2 separate regions of the Mus musculus genome follow, and region 2 is linked to region 1. A link is a contact called in public HiChIP or PLAC-seq data. All regions are on one chromosome and are shown on one strand. Each heading gives the region's core, a stretch centred on a gene start, on an enhancer-like site or on the middle of the called end of the contact. The rest is flanking DNA. Distances are from core to core; before and after follow the strand shown. Region 1 overlaps Shroom3 (shroom family member 3). Region 2 overlaps Shroom3 (shroom family member 3).

Region 1 (3,469 bases), core at 56-2,555:
CATTTGCTTGAGAATAGAATATATATGTTCTATTTTTGCTTCTGTTTCCCTGCAGAAATGACTACTTTCAAACCCATCAGCACAACTGAATGGTTGTTGTTGTTGTTGTTGTTCATTATCTGTGATCCTTGACCAGAATGGTCACTTGTGCTCACAACTCTAAATCCAGTAGACAGAAAGACAACGGGACACGTGGCAGTCGCGTCGCTCCATAAATATTCGCTGCTTAAATTTTACACAAGAGAGAAGGGCCAGAGTAGGCAAGGGAACATGCCTTTCACAGAGAACCTGCCTTCGTTAGAAACCTACATTCCAGAAAACAAAACTCAGCCAGTGCCTTTTCGTGGGATTTAGTGGGACTGCCCTAAACCATCAGGGGTGGACACTGAACCTGAATAAACATACTTCAGGAGTCAACTTAGTGATGCACATGTCCCTGTGTTCAAAAACGTGTATACTCAGAGAGCTGGAGAGATGGCTCAGTGGTTAAGAGCACTAGCTGCTCTCTTCCAGAGGACCTGGGTTCAATTCCCAGCACCCACACGGCAGCTCACAACTGTCTGTAACTCCAGTTACAGATATCTGACACATTGGCCTGAAAGTGGTTTCCCTAGTGAGACAAAAGCAGAGACAGCGCACATGTTAAACTGCAACCACTACTTCTTTCCCTTCTGAGGTCCACAGTTGCCCGGATTCAAGAAATTCCCTCCTTGGGCACATATACTGTCACAATACAATTAATCTGTTGAAGTTCATTTCATCTATTAAAGGGCCAGGCTAAGAAGCTCATATTGTTACAAAGCGGGTGGGGAGGCATTCAGCTGCTGACTGGGTTATGAAGAACAACAAATGCCAGGAAATCACAACACTCTGACCATTTTTTTTTAATCAAACAATATTTTTAGTTTTGCCAATTATTTTGCTCACAGCTTCGAGCAACTAGTTTTAAACTTCCTTCTTAAAAAAAAAAAAAGCAAAGCATTCTGCCCCTGGGGAGGAAAAATGAAGACCTCAAAAGCAAGTACAAATTGCTCATTTAAAGAACAGAATTTAAGGATGCGGGGGCTTTTCTTCCTGAAACGCTCATCATTCTGCAGAAAGAATCTGAATCCTGTCCTGATTCTTCTTGGGCAGTGGAGCAATTTTGGGTTTTGTGTTAGTTAATTTTAATTTACAAAGAGGGGGGGCTCCATTCTTGAGACACCACCGTTGCTATGAGACTTCTAGGCCACAACAGATGGCCGCAAGAACAGTTCTCAGGCCAAGCCGGATCTCTGAAGCCCGCCACTCAGGCATACCATTAACATTCCTGGCATACCTTCAGAGACAGCACCCCAGGCCTCCTTCAGACTGGCTCTCCCGCAGCTCCTCTGTTGGCCTCTCTGGTCAAGGGACCCGGGTGGAAATTTGTTATAAATGACAGGATCATATGTTTTGGGGGGGGGGGGCTGGGGGGAAGGGTGTCACCTCACTTAGATGTGGCTCCAGGTGGGCACACCTGTGTATACACCCAAGGACACACCCCAGTGTAACCGATCATTTGTCTTTAAGCTTTGCCTCACACCAGGACACCGGTACTCTTCTTATGGAAGCAGATTTAGTGCCAGGACAGAAGGGCTAGGGGAGAGAAAAGTTGAAGAATTTCTAATTTTGTTTTTAAGAAAGAAAAGAAAAGAGAGAGAGGGAAGGAAGGAAGGAAGGAGAGAGAAATGAAAGGAAAGGAAGGAGAGAGAGTGAGAAAGAGAGAGAAAGGAAAGGAAGAAAGGAAGGAGAGAGAGGTTGAGAGAGAGAGGAAAGGGAGGAAGGAGGGAGGGAGGGAGAGAGAGAGAAAGAGAGAGAGAGAGAGAGAGAGAGAGCGCGCCAGGACCCAGGCCTGTTATCTCTACTTTCAGAGGCAAGTTCAATGTCATCTTCAGCCACTTAATAAGTTTGGAGGCAACTTGGGCTACATGAGGAAGAGAAGTGGCTGGTTTGTTTTATTCCACCTTGTTATCATAACTGAACAAATCACTCTGCTTTGTCCCTTTCTCTGTCTTCCAAAGTTGGATAATGATCCTGACCTACCTGCTATCAGATGAAGAAGTCAGTGAGGCGTGATTAATGAGCAACTGAGAAATTGTGGCCTAAAAGTAAGGTCACTAAACCCTCAGCTACCAAGAAGCAAAAGATAAGGGCAGAAGCTGGCTGCTCGCCTCCCCTTGGCGTCCAGCTCCTGAGCCCACCACCTGTGTGGCTGTCTCCCAGTGCTGACCCGAAGGCTTCACAGTCCCAGGTGGCGAGCTGTACTGCTCACGCTCATGCTGAAGTTTTGGGACCCAGTAAAAAATAAAAAACAAAGCAAGCCATAGCTTCTCGGGTGGAGTTCATTTACATTCCATCCCAGAGTTTTCTTGGCCTGCAGTGCAAAAGCAAAGTTGTCCTTGGAGCCTGTCGCCAGGGCTCACCTGACCATGCAGGGACCGCAGAGCCAAGTCCCAGTTTCCTTCTGTGCATCTGGCTGGGGAAGGGAGGGAGGGGGAGCTCTCCTGTCTGTGGGGTTAGTGGATTTGCCATAGATGCACAGCCGCCTTGGCTTTGGCTTTCACCCCAGAATCCAGTCTGTCCATCTTACTTAGGTCTTTTGCCTTCCAAAATCTCCCATCTGAGATGACAATTTCCCAACTATCCCAGAATAGAACCATTTGAATTATTGTGTGGTCTGTTTGTTTGTTTGTTTGTTTATAAAAGCATGCCTTAGAAAGATTTGGTCTAATCAGATGCCAGTCGGTGACATTTTAATCAAGTCCAGGTGTGTGTGTGTGTGTGTGCGGGGGGGGGGGGGTGGGGGGGGGGTGGGGGGGTGCTATGTCCAGGCTGGCTGAACCTCAGTTTACCTATCAGATGCCTTGGCTGAATCACGCAGAGGACTCTGGCCAGCTATTCAGCTGAACTCCTGGGCCTCCCTTGCTCTCAACGAGCAGGCACCGCGGCAGAGGCAGAGGAAAGTGGTTTAAGAGGAAGTATCTGCCAGCTGTAGCCTTCTGTTCATAGGGCTGAACCTTTCAAGCCAGCCAGTGGGGCGCACCATGTGGGGAGGGGGCTGGGCAGTTCTATTGAGCTCCATTGTGTGCTGTCCACAGCACCACACAGCCAAGGAGGGAGTGAGCAGGCATTCCACAGCTCCAGGAAGGAGACTTTTAAAAATGGTTGTCTCCGGGGAAACAATAAATTTAGATACTTAATCCCCACACACCCCCAATCTAGCTCTCTAAAGATACTGTTCTTGGAATGAAGTCGCTATGTGTCCACCCCAGTTACTCTACTGATTGCGTTCAGTTATATATTTCTGGTGCCCTCCTACTCGGCACAAATGTACAGGGACTTTCTAAGCACAGTTTGAAATGTAGAGACAAAGTTTTTCAATTGACTTTCTCCTGTCTGTGTCTTTTAAAAACATTGAGATTTTTAATGGTGACATTTTTTTTTAAAT
Region 2 (3,508 bases), core at 659-3,158, 110 kb before region 1:
TCCATCCCATCTCTTGTCCGTGGTCCAGGGCCTTGACCATTTTCTTCCCAGGTTAGAGCAGCCATGACAACTTCCTGACCCCTGTGGGAGGTGGGGGTGGCTCTGCCAGTGCCACAAGGTTCACCTACAAGTCAGCAGAGGACTTAGTTTGGGGGTCTCTGTACCATGAGGAGACGAGGTTGACCAAAGGGAGCAGCAATTTGCCTGGACCTGTTGTAGGAGCAAGCCTGCCCTACAGTTCTGAGAAACTCAGCCTGTGCCCAGCCGACCCCACTCACTGGGCATCTGGCTTCTCTGGCCCTCTGGCATGTTCAAACTACTTTTGAGTATCTTTCTTAAAATGGAATATAATAAATTATCTTAATATAAACATCAACTACAACTATTATTTTATTACATAAAACATAACAGTTTAAAGTATATTTGTATATCTTAAACATGGAAAAATCAAAACATACAAATCTAGGTTCCACAGATCCAACTTCTCTCCCTCCCTCCCTCCCTCCTTCCCTCTCTCTCTTTAAAGACAGGGTCTTACTATGTAATCCTTTCTGGCTTACCTACAACTCGCTATGTAGACCAGGCTAGCCTTCAACTCTTAAAGAGAGTCACCTGCCTCTGCCTTCCCGAGTACTGGGATTAAAGGCAGATGCCACTTTACCAGTCCAAAATTCAAAAGTTTAGTGCCTAATAGCACAGTGGTAGAGCACTTGCTATTATGTTTCAAGACTATGGGCTCACTATCGGGCCTAAAACAAACAAGATTCCATTTGTAGAAAGACTATCTTGTGTATTATAGAGATGCATCATTTGTCAATGAAAAAGCCTGTGGTCTATGGCTCAGGTAGGAAACAGAAGGCGGGAAGATGTGAGGAGATGGACGCATGATACCTGAGCACAGGTACCAGCCACATGGCAGAATGCAGGTTAAAATGAATGGGATATTTCAGCCATGATATAGTCAGAGTAGAGCCTGGCTATATGGCCAAGGTATTTATAAATATATTTTGAGCCTGAGTCTTATGTCTGGGAGCCTGGAGCTGGGAGAAAGAACCAGACATAACTTCAACATCCTTCTGAACTTTAACTTATGTGACCTCCTCGTTGAGCCCCTTCCCTCTCCCACCAGCCCCGGACTTTAACATCTTTGCCCCAGTGCCCTCTCCCGAGGGTGGGCCAGTCTTTTCCACACCTCCAAGGCTCCTACCTCTGCTTTAGCCGAAGCTTCACCCCTCCTGACCATGTTGCTTTCCGGTGCTGGGGACTGCAGGTGAGCAGCTCTGAGCTGAGGGACTTAGAGGTACCAGGATCAGCATGGCCCGGGGCCGCACACACGTCTCTGTGGAAAAACAAGAAAGCCAACAGCTGAGCGCGACGGGGCTTTATATCAGGGAGCGAGAGTGAGTCTCACTGGAAAGCACACAAACGCGGACTGGAGCCCGAGCAAGCAGCTTAGCCACCCAGCCTCTCTCCTAAAGACAGCAAATCGACAGAGGGCGTCTACCCTGACTGCCTATAGTTTTGTGGCTAATTAAGTAGATCTCTTTATACATCATATCTCTATCTATTATGTTTTGCAATCCTAGGATTTCAGATGTAGTCCAGAGGTAGAACACACACCTAGCATGTTTGAGGCCCCCAGAACTTCAGACTGCAGTCCTCAAGGTTGAAGCCAGGGCTCTGTGAATGCTGGACAAATGCTCTACGGTTGAGCCATCTCTCAGCCACATTAACTGCTAGGTCTCTGGAAACTGAACTCACGGATCCAAGCTGTTACACTGTTTCCCTGAAACCAGGTCATGGTCTCTGTTTCTCAGCTTCAGTGTGAGGGGTGTAGTCTTCAAGAGCAGCAGCCCCTGGGCTGCTCAGTGAATGGCAGCTCCGGAGGAACCCACGGGGCGCCCACAGCAATTCTTGGGCTTCCGCTATCTCAGATTGTTTGGATTCTATCGTGTTGGAAGGCCTTTTGTGCACCCATTCCAATCCAGCCTCCTGCCAGCAGGCACAAATGCCGTCCCTACAACTCCTCCCTTCCACACTCCGGGGAGTCAGAGAAAAGGTTTAAGCCCCCCATTGTCAGTGCCCGCTGCCATGGGAAAGGGCATATTTCTCCTCAGGAGAAGCCCGGGGCCAGGATTTCCAAACACCCTCGAAGTTGTCCCTTTATCACACTGGCCCTGCTTGGAGCTCTGAAGTGGTTTTAAGGTTTTATTTTATAGTATTATTGTGTGGTGTATAAACATGAATAAGGGTGTGTGTGTGTCATGGCACACCCATAGGTCAAAGGACAACTTTGGGGAGCCAGCTCTCCCCCTCAACCCGGCCGCTGCAGTCTCCGTGCTGTGCCATTCTGCTCTGCCTTGTGTTCTGGGGTAGCTAGCCCAGATGGCTCTCCCATCACACAGGAGTGATGGGGTTACAAGCGTGCGCACCCCTGCCTCTGGCCTTTTGCATTGATTCCTGGGACCAAACTCAGGTTGTCGGGCTTGGGCAGCAAGCGCTTAACCCTCTGAGCCATCTTGCCACCCCTCCCCCACGAGTGGATTTTGTCACCCTCCCAGTGGTATTTGCAGTGTGTCTTCAAGGGTTTTTCTAAGCGTCTGGGGTCCAGCTGACCTATGAGAGGCACAGTGAGGCCACTCGGCCTCTGCATATGCCCTGGCCGGAAGGGGAGGATTATGGAGCTGCTGTCAGGATTAAACCTGTCCATCTGGCCTCCTGTTTCTCAGAACACAGGATGAAGTCAAAGACCGTTCTTTCTCAAACCCTAAGACAAATAAAAACGCTCTTTTTACCCAAGAGTACTGAGGAGGTAACTCTGGGGCTCGCTGGGCTTGCCTAGGATTTTCTAGTCTTATGGTGTAGTGTTTCCATTTCCTTAGTCGTGGCCTGGATAGGTCCTAAAGGTGCCTCCCAAGGACTCAAGGGCCCTGTAGAGCGGCAGGACCTTTAAGAGGTGGTATCACTTGGGGGTGGGAGGGGATTCATAGCCCTGCCCTTGGAAAGTGGGCTGTGACACAGATGAACTTGGCCCTCAATCATTATCTACCTTCCTGTTTTGCTCTAGATCTGTGCTCCCAGCCACGATGCAATCTGACGGGACACGGTACTGCCTTGAGGGCTCTAGACAGAAACCAAGCCAAGAAGCCTGCCCCATTGGGACAATCAACCTCCTGAACTGTGGGTTTAATAAACTCTTTTTCTCCTTACCAAACTAGCCTGCCTCGGGTATTTAGTGACAGTAACGGAAGGAAAAAAAAAAAGGATATAGCTATACTTAGTTATATCTATGCAGCCCAACCTCCTTCTATATGTTCAGGGTAATTCTAAATTTGAAGTTTAGGGCTTGGTTGAGATTATCTCACTTATGACATTGAGAGTAGCACTGGGCGAGAAAACTCTGGGCTGAGGCCCTCAGGCCATAGGAAAGGCAGAATAAGGGCTGTGCACAAGGGCTGAAAACTCTGGAGGAGTCCTGAGCAAGGGAGACATTGCCCTTGACCCACCT

Evidence for each region. HiChIP or PLAC-seq counts read pairs in DNA pulled down with a chosen protein or histone mark.
Region 2: a contact with region 1 is called in an H3K27ac HiChIP or PLAC-seq map of embryonic stem cells, with 5 read pairs. The contact joins two enhancer-like sites. A contact is called at or near these places in 2 of 39 promoter capture datasets (embryonic stem cells and neural stem cells), 1 of 15 datasets of contacts at CTCF or cohesin (the NIH/3T3 cell line), 11 of 484 Hi-C or Micro-C datasets (cortical neurons, cumulus cells, embryonic fibroblasts and 3 more), 6 of 115 datasets of contacts at active chromatin or transcription factors (cardiomyocytes, embryonic stem cells, epiblast stem cells and 3 more) and 4 of 9 other capture datasets (adipose tissue, embryonic stem cells, liver and 1 more).

What each region holds. Positions count from the first base shown.
Region 1 is chr5:92,810,922-92,814,390 of GRCm38.p6, reverse strand. All of the region lies in intron 2 of Shroom3 (shroom family member 3), which reads right to left. Among named protein-coding and RNA genes, the nearest start is that of Mir1961, 24 kb to the right of the region's middle. Within about 2 kb of position 1,305, at least 87 of the 459 cell types and tissues checked have an H3K27ac peak or open chromatin away from gene starts, as enhancers often do. A contact at or near this core is called in embryonic stem cells, where this site is marked.
Region 2 is chr5:92,917,476-92,920,983 of GRCm38.p6, reverse strand. It overlaps Shroom3 (shroom family member 3), which reads right to left. Exons shown (of 11, transcript NM_015756.2): 3 at 1,208-1,339. Among named protein-coding and RNA genes, the nearest start is that of Gm36764, 90 kb to the left of the region's middle. Within about 2 kb of position 1,908, at least 24 of the 459 cell types and tissues checked have an H3K27ac peak or open chromatin away from gene starts, as enhancers often do. A contact at or near this core is called in embryonic stem cells, where this site is marked.